2 separate regions of the Sus scrofa genome follow, and region 1 is linked to region 2. Evidence: chromatin contacts called from public HiChIP or PLAC-seq data. All regions are on one chromosome and are shown on one strand. The core of a region is the stretch at or near the end of the contact, and the rest is flanking DNA. Distances in the headings are between cores, read along the strand shown.

Region 1 (4,967 bases), core at 924-3,423, 57 kb after region 2:
TATTTATTGAATTGGTATAAAGGAAGGGATGAGAAAGATTGTTTAACAGATTCGTAGGAAACTAGCTCTTTGATGAGTAAAAAATAACTGACAAACATCTTACCCACATATAAACTGATACAATTGGAGTTCATAACGATAGACACTGAATTTCACATTTTCTCCTATTTGTGCACTATTAATTTTCCGACACATAAGTAAAATTCAGGCAAATCTTCAGCAAAAACTTAAAAATCCTAAATGATCATCTTGATGATGATTAAGCCACACATATGAATATAACTGAAAAAGTGTCTCATGACCAATAGTTCTCTCTGAACCATATTAATAGAAGCCCATAACATGCATTTACATCATGTGTCAGAGCTGACAAAATACTTCTACAGACATTACTTCATTCCTGTTTTACAACTCTGTGAGATCAGTATGATAGGACTCATCAGCCCTGTTTTACCAATAAGGAAAAGGTAAGGGCGAAGAAAAACTGAGCAACTAGCAAGTTTTCATAACCAAAACCCAAGGTTTCCGATCCTGAGTTCAGAGCTCTTCCAATTATTGTGTTACTTAGGCTAAAAGATAACTTCATCTCTTGCCAGTGATTGATTTAGCAAAGTACTTAGGACTGTTGAATTCCTACCACTGTGATATGCAGAAAGGGCTGGGGAGAACTATCACTGTCTTGCTCCTAAGAGAGAGACAGAGGGAGAGAAGATTTTTTTTTTCCTCCTGGACACAAATGCAGGTGACAACTGCAGAGCCAAAAGAGGCAGGGCTGGAGCCTTGAGTGCCCCTCACCTGAAGCCACTCTATCTTTGAACTTCTCGACGTGCGATACTCAATTTCCTGATTGTCATTTAAGCAGGAGTAAGTCAAGGGTTTCCGTTATTGTGTCTGAAATCATCCCAAAAGAAACTATACAGGAAACTTTATGATATATGGATTTGGGGGAGAGAGTCTTGGGTTTGAATCCCCTCTCCAGCACTTCAAAGTGGGAATGTTATTTACCTAGTTAAGCCTTGGGTTCTTATCAGTTAATAGAAGGATATGTGTTCCTACTGCTCAGAGTCATTTGCTCCAATGTAAGAAGTAGTGGGAAAGGTCTGGTACACAGTAGATAATAAATGGCCATTATTGTTAAGATGAACTTTATACCAATGCTATAAATACTTTCACCAACAAAACCACCCTTTTTAAACTATAACTTTACACAAAACAATTTTATTGGCTCACTCGTGCTTTTCCTTCCAGTCAGGCAGGTATTCGAGTCAATACAAACGTTGATCCCTAACAAGCTTAGATCAAGAATACTCACCCTCTAAGTGAACTTCAGTCCCCTGAAGCTTTGGGATCACTGGGCGGAGGATGAAAGTTTTGATAATAAAATTACAATGGGAACTGAGCTTGGAGGGCTGCTACCAAGGCTGGAGTTTGCCTTCAAGGCAGCTATCAACCTTTCAAAAAGTGGCCCAACAAATCAAAGACTTGTCATTTATTTGTTTTTAATTTTCCTGAAGAAAGGGGTTTCAGGATTTAATAGTTTGATTTTATTACACTGTTTTAAAAAAAAAAATGGTAGAGAGAAAAAGAGACATTGCCATCTCTTGTCCTGAAAGAGAAGATGGTTTGGATAACCTCGCTTTGCCAATATTGCTATTTGTACAACTGTGAGGTCACAGCAATTGAGGACTGGGCTGGGCCTTCCTGGGTCTTCCTGGATTGAAGCTAGGGGCCTTTTCCATTTCAACAATAAAACAAAAAATATCATGTCATCTTAGAATATCATGTCACATCACCAGGTGGAGCTAAGTTTAATTGACAGCATAACCCCCAAACTGCTCTGTTACCTATTATCCCTCTGGGTGATGGACTGAACCCCTGCTCAGGTGGAGAGGAAGCCTTCACTCTGGCTGTGCATGGGTTGTCCAAACAGGGCCTCAGTCAGCCTTGAGTTAAGGGACAAAATATTTGTGTGGTCCAGAAAAGCCAGAGAACCCTGGCTGGGGCCCACTCAGAGAGCATGAAGCTTGTGGGTGCAGCAGCTTTAGGGCCATTGCTTAACAGTTCGGTCTTGATTTTTCAGGGACAGAAACAATGATGAGAACAACAACTTAACCGATCCCACAAGATCTCAGGGCTAAGTGTTCTTGTCACTAATTTTAGTCTGCTGGAAACCCGGATAAAGTCACTCCTCCTTCAAGGGAGTCCCCAGCTGCAGCTGCTGGTGTCAGTACTGGAGCGCGGTGTCCGTGGCCCTCCCAGTGTAACCTTCATGGCTCTGTCAGGGTGACAGGCTCCCCAGAAGCAGTCACCCTCGGGGCTCGCCCTTCCTCCAAGAGCACGGGCTGCAGCGGAGGGCCTCTGAGCAGCCTTCAGCTCTGACATCCACTGCCTTCATGTGGGTAAGTCCCGCCTCACCCCCCACCCCCCTTCCTACCCTTGAATCTGGTCCCAGCCCCCACCCCTGGGATCAGGCCGAACGTTGGCTTTCTAGGGCGCTCTGCAGGCTTTGAAGTGAAGAGAACACAGACCGTTGTGGTTTCCCTAATCTGTGGACCCAAGGAAGCAGGAGCCTGGTGACCATTGTTTGAAATAAACCAGGTTAGTGTTCTGAAAGAGCAGGAAGCCAATCACGTCTATAGACACAAACCCTCCTGCTTTCAACCTTGGGCAGGCCGTCCTTACTTTGTTTCAAAATAGGAAAAATCACTATCACTGTCATTGCCAGGACGGCTACGCAGCACTAGTCCTGGTGAGCTGGCTTGTTTTTCATTAACTCTCCCCTCTACGGAGGCAAAGGAAAACTAGAGGCCTTGGCCTGTGTCTAAGAACTGCCCAAACAATCTGCTGGAATCTAAAAGTAAGTCTCAAGTTTAGCGCCTTGTGGTCTGTTTTCAAGGTCAGGTTGGCTGATACCGCTATACAAGCTTTCCTGTTACGCTTATTCAAAAGGGCTCCCCAACGCCTCCAAATGCATCTATCTGGAGCCTTGCACAGTGCTTTGAGCTGGATGTGTAAGAGCTACAAAATAACCAACACATGATACCTTCTTCAGTCAGTTCTTACACCAGCAGCTATCCCAAGAGTGGTCTTGTAAATAATGATAATGATAACAGGGTAAGTAGCTAATGAGTAGAATCAAGGAAGCATATGTGTTCATAAGTCCCTTGACACATTTCCTAATTTAATCACCATCACGCTGGGAGGAGGGTACCGGCACTACTCTATTTTGCGAATGAGGAAACGGGGGCTCTTTCAGTGTGCTGGTTCTTTGCCCCCCCGCAATCTCCACCCTTTACTGCCCTGCCCTGTGCCTCACCCACCGCACAGCCTGGCTCCCTTGGGAGCTGACTTCGGCAGGCTCCAGAGATCAGCGGGCAGGAGGAGAAGAGATCAAGGCATTTCTTTCCCACTCCTTCCCTTCCTCCTGGGCACCAGTTTCCTGCAATGGCTGTATGGGTCCATAGGGGAGCAACTCCTGGCAGCAGGCCCCCCACCTGGGCGCTCAGGTGCCCCTTCGCCCTCCCTCCCGTGCCCACAGCAGGACCCCGCTGCTGGGCCCTGGGTGCTCTCTGTCCTTGCTTGTTCCTCCACCCTGTCCTCATCTCCAGGACTAGCCACTTCCTGAAAGTCTCTTCATTTGAATCAATTAAGGGCAAACTGGGCTTCTGTTAAGATCCTGACTGACACATCCCGCAAAAGAGATGCAGACTGGAGAGTCAAGGGTGGAGGAGAGGAAAGGTATACTGATAATAAAAGAAGTAACAGTGTAAGGGCTATGAGAAAGCTGTGGAAAGTGTTATGGGAAATCGAAGGCCAATAAAAGGAAAAAATACTTTGCAGAGCATGTGACAGAGTGTTAGGCCTTTTTACTTTTATTTTTTGGCTGCACCTGTGGCAGGTGGTTAAACCAGAGTCACAGCAGTGATGACACCAGACCCTTAACCCACTGACCCACCAGGGAGCTCCTGTTAGGCCTTTCAAGAATGCATACAATTAGGAGTCCCTGGTAATGCAGCGAGTCAAGGATCTGGTGTTGTCATCGCAGTAGCTCAGGTCGCTGCTATGGCGCAGATTCAATCCCTGACCTGGGAACTTCCACCTGCTTTGGGCATAGCCAAAAAAAAATTTTTTTTTAATGTATAGATTTAGACACAGAAAACAAACTGGTGGTTACCAAAGGGGAGGGGGAGGGACAAATTGGGATATGGAATTAACAGATACAAACTGCTGTGTATAAAATAGATAAGCCACAAGCGCATACTCCATAGCACAGTGAATTATATCCATTATCTTGTAATAACCTATAATGGAGTATAATCTAGAAAAACATTGAATTACTATGTTATACACCTAAAATTAACACAATATTGTAAATTAACTGTATTTCAATTTTTTTAAAAAAGTAGAATTGAGACAAGTGGATACAAAGGAAACAGTTTCAAATACAAGCAAAGGCAATGAGGCAAAAAAGCACGAACCACGTATCGGGAACAGAAGTGGTTACTCCTAGAAGTGGGATAAGCTAATGGATGGTTTTCTCAAACTGTGCCCAATAGAACGCCACTGTTCTGTGACATGTTACTACCCTATTGGAAAAAAGAATCGTGGTCAAATAAGACCCGGTAATTTAGAAATAAGTGAGTGTAAGCAGGTTTCTTCACTCAGGACTTCTCAGAGCATCTAGAGTGCTAATATGCATATCTGACCATCTTTTTTTCATGGATGGTCTATTAACATCTTCCAGAATGTGGGAGCAAATAGAGTTTGGGAAGCAAACTCCATCCTGTGGGTGTCCCTGGCAGAGTGACTCAGAACACATTCCAGAGGGTTCTGCATAAAGTCAGTGGGGACGTCACACATCTTGCACAGATGACACCTAGAACACCAGCATGCAGCCATAGCATAAGTCCTGAAATGTAACCAGCACACCAAGCAGAAACTGAATTTATCCTGAGTGACCCGTAAGG
Region 2 (4,715 bases), core at 487-2,986:
GGTCAAGTGCAAAAATGTGATCTGAGCCCATCTGGCCCCTCTCTTATGATTTTACATGTTAGAAAAAATCACAGCTACTGAGTTATGGAAGCTGAGCTAAAGGTAATGAGATGCACTTGATACGAGGGTAGCCACAGGTGAACAGAAGTGAGGAAAACCACAGGCAGAGAGAGGGGAAGTCAGAATCGATGCACAGAAAGAAACAGAGATGTTAAGAGAAAGTGAGTTTAAAATCAGAGAGAGGAGTTCCTGCCATGGCTCAGTGGTTAACAAATCTGACTGGCATCTGTGAGGACATAGGTTCAAAGCCCCGGCCTTGCTTAGTGGGTTAAGGATCCGGCGTTGCCATGAGCTGCGGTGTAGGTTACAGACATGGCTCGGATCCTGTGTTGCTGTGGCTGTGATGTAGGCCAGCAGCTATAGCTCCAATTTGACCCCTAGCCTGGGAACCTCCATATGCTGTGGGCGCGGCCCTATATAGCAAAAAAAAAAAAAAAAAAAAAAAACCAGAAAATCAGAGAGAGATACAGAGAGACATGGAGAGACAAAGGGAGAAAGACCAGGGCAGGGACTCAGAGCCAAAGAGAATGGAACCTGGGGCTAGCCTCTTGGCCTCCTGACAGAGCCCTGATTTTAAGCCCCAGGAGTCCTTTCTACACCCTGGCACCTAGCCTTGGGTTCCCGTAAGGTCTCTGGAGCCTCACAGCAACCCTTTCTACATGAGCTCATGAGAGTGCACCTCTGTTGCAACCCCAAAATTCTGACTTCAGCAGTCTGATGCCAAAGCCATTCTTACTCCACCTGACCAGACACCTCCTACCCGCTCATTCACAGTAAGGGCAATACCCAAAATGTGCCACAAGGACAGTCGAGAAGCCAAGTTTCCACAGACCGAGTTCCGCGTCTCTGCTGCTTTGGTTATCCTTCTGCTACCACCATCCCTGAGTAAAGACTGGGTCTCTGTCTCCAGGCCACTCTCTACCAGTCCCAGCTTCCCCTCCAGGTCTGCTCTCCAGGCCTCCTGCCACCATGGTTACAGCAGCTCGAAGGTCATCAAGCCAGGTGGTCGGCCCTGAACACTGCCTCCCCTGTCATTCCTACATGTCTTCTCTCCCAGCACTCAGAAGTGGGCTTTGTAAAGTCCAGGAATTAATCTGGATAGAGTGTAAGTAAAAGCAGAGGCTGTTTTGTCAAGAGATTAAGATGTGAGCAGACCCTGGCTTCTTGTCTGGATTCTCTTCCTAACTGGCTGTGTCACCTTGGGCAAGCTGTCGACTTCTCTGCGTCTTGGATTGCTTGGGTATCTATACAATGACAGGGAGGGCAGATGACATGCAGCTCTGACTTTCAAAAATCCCAATTTCAATGCCATCCCCTTTGATGGACATTTGGAGAAGGGGATCTTGGATCCTTTCTGGGATTTGTGCTTAATCATCACATCTGTTCTGGTTGCAAGTGTCCAAAAAGTAACTATATATAGCAGCACTGACCAGATTGTACAAAAGGAGCCAAATTCGCAGGGAAGGCATGAATACACACTAAGTGAAGATTCAAGCAAAAGGAAGGAGGATCTCATACCTAAGAGAAGGCTTGTGGCACCAACAGCTTTAGGAACTCGTGGGCAACTGTGTGAACAACAGAGGTGCAAGGGCGTGTGCATTGCTGAATTCGCACATTTCTAAGGCATCTATCACAGCAGGCCGGCTTGCAGGCTTTATTTAGGTAAAACTCCCATTGAGCTTCAACTCCCAGGGCCCTGTCTGACTCAGAGCTTCAGAATCTTGGCCTGTGGTGCGATGAGTCATGGTGATGAAATTTTAAGAGAAAAGGACATTCTTAAAATTAGCTTTGAGACAGCAACTGGCAGTACTTTTGCCCTGTAAGAGCCTTTTCCAGGTTATTTTAGTTGGTGTCCTCTTTAAAGGGACCCAGAATGGCTGGGTGAATTCTGCCTGTGGTTCCCCAGCCCTTGGTCCTTCAGATTCCTAGCACTCCAGACGTTCTCGCTCATTCCTTTCAAGGAAGCAAGTGAAGGACGGGGCCACTGACCCTCAGGCCTGGTCTGACCTTCACACTTCCGCCTGTGATCTTGTGATGGTTCCAAGAGGGGCTGGAGCTCCCAGAAGAGCCTAAGGCTAGGGCTGGACTGGGTCAGGTTGACCACCCCAGCGCTAGAAGTTCCACCAGCAAACAAAGATGGAGTGTGAGGGTCTCCTCTTACCCAACCTCACAATTCCTCTGACTCTGCACAGGCCCACTTTGTGCCTTTTGACCAAACCTCCTCCCAGGGCAGGAAATCAAAGCTGACACTGACTTTGCAGTCAGAATATTTCCATGAGCAATGAGATGTGGATGAACAATTTCTCCACTGTTCCCTGGACAACAGAGGGTTCTGTTGAAACCGGGCAGGCGTGGCTCAGCTCCCATTCTTATTTCCCCTGATGGAGAGCTTGCCCTCCTCAGTGTCTCCGGCCCTCCTCAGGGACATGCTGTCCTATGGGGACAATTGGGATTTCCCTCAAAAATCCAAATGGACAAAGAGCTACCCAGGGCTTCAGGGAACCTGACTGGAGCTGCAAGTAGAAACCAAGGGCACAGGACAGCTGTTGAGATTTGAGAAGGCCCAACAGGTATAAATATACCTCCCTTCTGTCAAGTCCCTTCTAGCAACATGTTTACATTCATTTAATCATTCATTTAACAGGAAACGGCTGCAAACCAACCATACACCATCACGATGCTGCTTACAGGGACTATTGGCATGAATAGGCTAGAGTTGCTGCCCATGGACCACTCATGTTTTAATATGGTGGATCCTGGTAAGCAATCTGTTGTAGTATGAGATGAGGCGGTGTGCTACAATAGAGGCTCATACAAAATATTATGAGATACAGAGAGAAGGAATGGAAGGTAGGCACCAAGAGAAAGGTGAAGGTTTTTATTAATAATTAAGAAAATGAACAAAAAACAGGTAACACCTCTTCTGGTTTGTGTTACTGGTATGTTGATCAAGCATGATTCATGGCACATGATAAATGCAACTTTATCATTGATTCCTCCTATCCTGGTTCTTTCCCCCCACCCCTACTGGTTTATGGTCAAAGCCACAAGCAAGAGGAAAGGCAGGGATAGGAAGGCTTTGATTTGAGTCTAGCCTTTGGCCAGAGAAAGCATCCCTGGCTGGGCCAGAGCAGGACTCTTCTCATGCAGCCAGGCCATGGGTTCTTCCCCAAAAATTAACCTTCGGAGCTCCTTGCTCACAACCCAGGTGAATTTTTTTCTATCCAAGGGTTTACCTGGAAGACTGTGGGGTGGGGTTGTGACCTGGATTAAGAAGAGGGAGCTGTACACTGAAGTCCTCAGCACAGTTGAGAAGTCACTCCATGTTTCTTCGCACAGAGAATTTCTTCCTCTGCAGGGTGCTGTCCCACTCTGAAAGCCCATTGCCCCAGGAAGCCACCCACCAAGTGCAGGATCCTCACTCAGCATCCACACAGCAGCATCAGGAATGGATGCTGACCTCACCAAGTTTCCTTGGTCCTGGCCCATCTGTGAGCACCCCTGACAGGGTAAAAGATGTTCCCATGAGCCAAAGGAGAGGTACACAGCCTGGGATCCCTGGTTCCCCACCACATCACTAACCTTCTGCCACATCCATGGAAATCCATTTCAGGATCCTAACAGCCAAACTAGGACATGAAAACTGAGTCACAGATTGGTGACTCACCAGTGAGAGACCACACATTGAGTCAGGCGGAGGAGACCTGGGGACAAGCTTTTGAAATTGGAATTCTCTGGACTGCCTCTAGAGAACCACCCTTGCAGGCAAGAAAGCCCCAGGGTAAATGGGTGGGAAGGCAGGTCGAGACACCAGACTCCACCGGATGATGACATGCTTTGGCTTTTTGTATGGTTCTCTGAGAGCCTGGGGTTTTGTGCAACAGAGTCTAATGCTGTTTTGTATTTTCCAATTCTACTTACTGATAACAAGTTTGTCAATCTCCTTAGATCTGCCACCTGCCCTCGGTGACTCATCACTGTTCATTTCATTATCTATGACCTTGAATGCAGAAGGACTGTCGGGGGACAGGGCGGTGACATAGAGCAGCAGTTGAGGACATAGCCTTGGTTATAACACGAACTTGGGTTTGAAACCTGGCATCACATGTGATGGCATCTTGAGTAAGGCACTTGCTTCATTTTTTTCCATCACTAAAGAAGAAATAATAGTGCACTGGAAGGGTTGCATGCAGGAATAAATGAGACACTGTTTCGACACAGCCTAGAATGTACTAAGTGCTCTATGACTGGATAAAGCTCATATCATTAACGCAGGATCTGAGTTTTCATTGATGATTTCTATTCCTTAGAAACTTGCTATTTGCTTACAAAGTTAGACAACTATTTATCATTTATTTGGAAGCAGAAAAAAAGAAAATTGTGCCATCATACAAAAAAAAAAAATCAGACAGCAAGAAAGATCTAAACTTAAAGCTCACAGTCCTTGAACAAGGACCCCATTTGATCCATTTTGGATCAGCAGGGCCTGGCAAAAAGTGCTTGGGGAGGGTTCTAAACAAATACAAGGCTGAATGGGGTGTGTCCACACTGAACAGTTTTGGAGTTTGTGTCATGAAGACCTGCACACACTCATTCATCAAGCAAGATCCTATGTGCACAGCTCTGCACTCCCGGATTGTGTGAGACACAACTTG

The links. HiChIP or PLAC-seq counts read pairs in DNA pulled down with a chosen protein or histone mark.
Region 1: a contact with region 2 is called in an H3K27ac HiChIP or PLAC-seq map of skeletal muscle. The contact joins the promoter of PRSS23 here to the enhancer-like site in region 2. A contact is called at or near these places in 9 of 47 Hi-C or Micro-C datasets (embryonic fibroblasts, fibroblasts, heart right ventricle and 4 more) and 1 of 2 datasets of contacts at active chromatin or transcription factors (skeletal muscle).

What each region holds. Positions count from the first base shown.
Region 1 is chr9:20,601,503-20,606,469 of Sscrofa11.1, forward strand. PRSS23 (serine protease 23) reads left to right here and starts at 2,174. Exons shown (of 2, transcript XM_003357231.3): 1 at 2,174-2,399. It also overlaps a transcript of ME3 not described here.
Region 2 is chr9:20,544,960-20,549,674 of Sscrofa11.1, forward strand. It overlaps a transcript of ME3 not described here. Among named protein-coding and RNA genes, the nearest start is that of PRSS23, 56 kb to the right of the region's middle. Within about 2 kb of position 1,737, at least 46 of the 83 cell types and tissues checked have an H3K27ac peak or open chromatin away from gene starts, as enhancers often do. A contact at or near this core is called in embryonic fibroblasts, mesenteric adipose tissue, omental adipose tissue and 2 more, where this site is marked.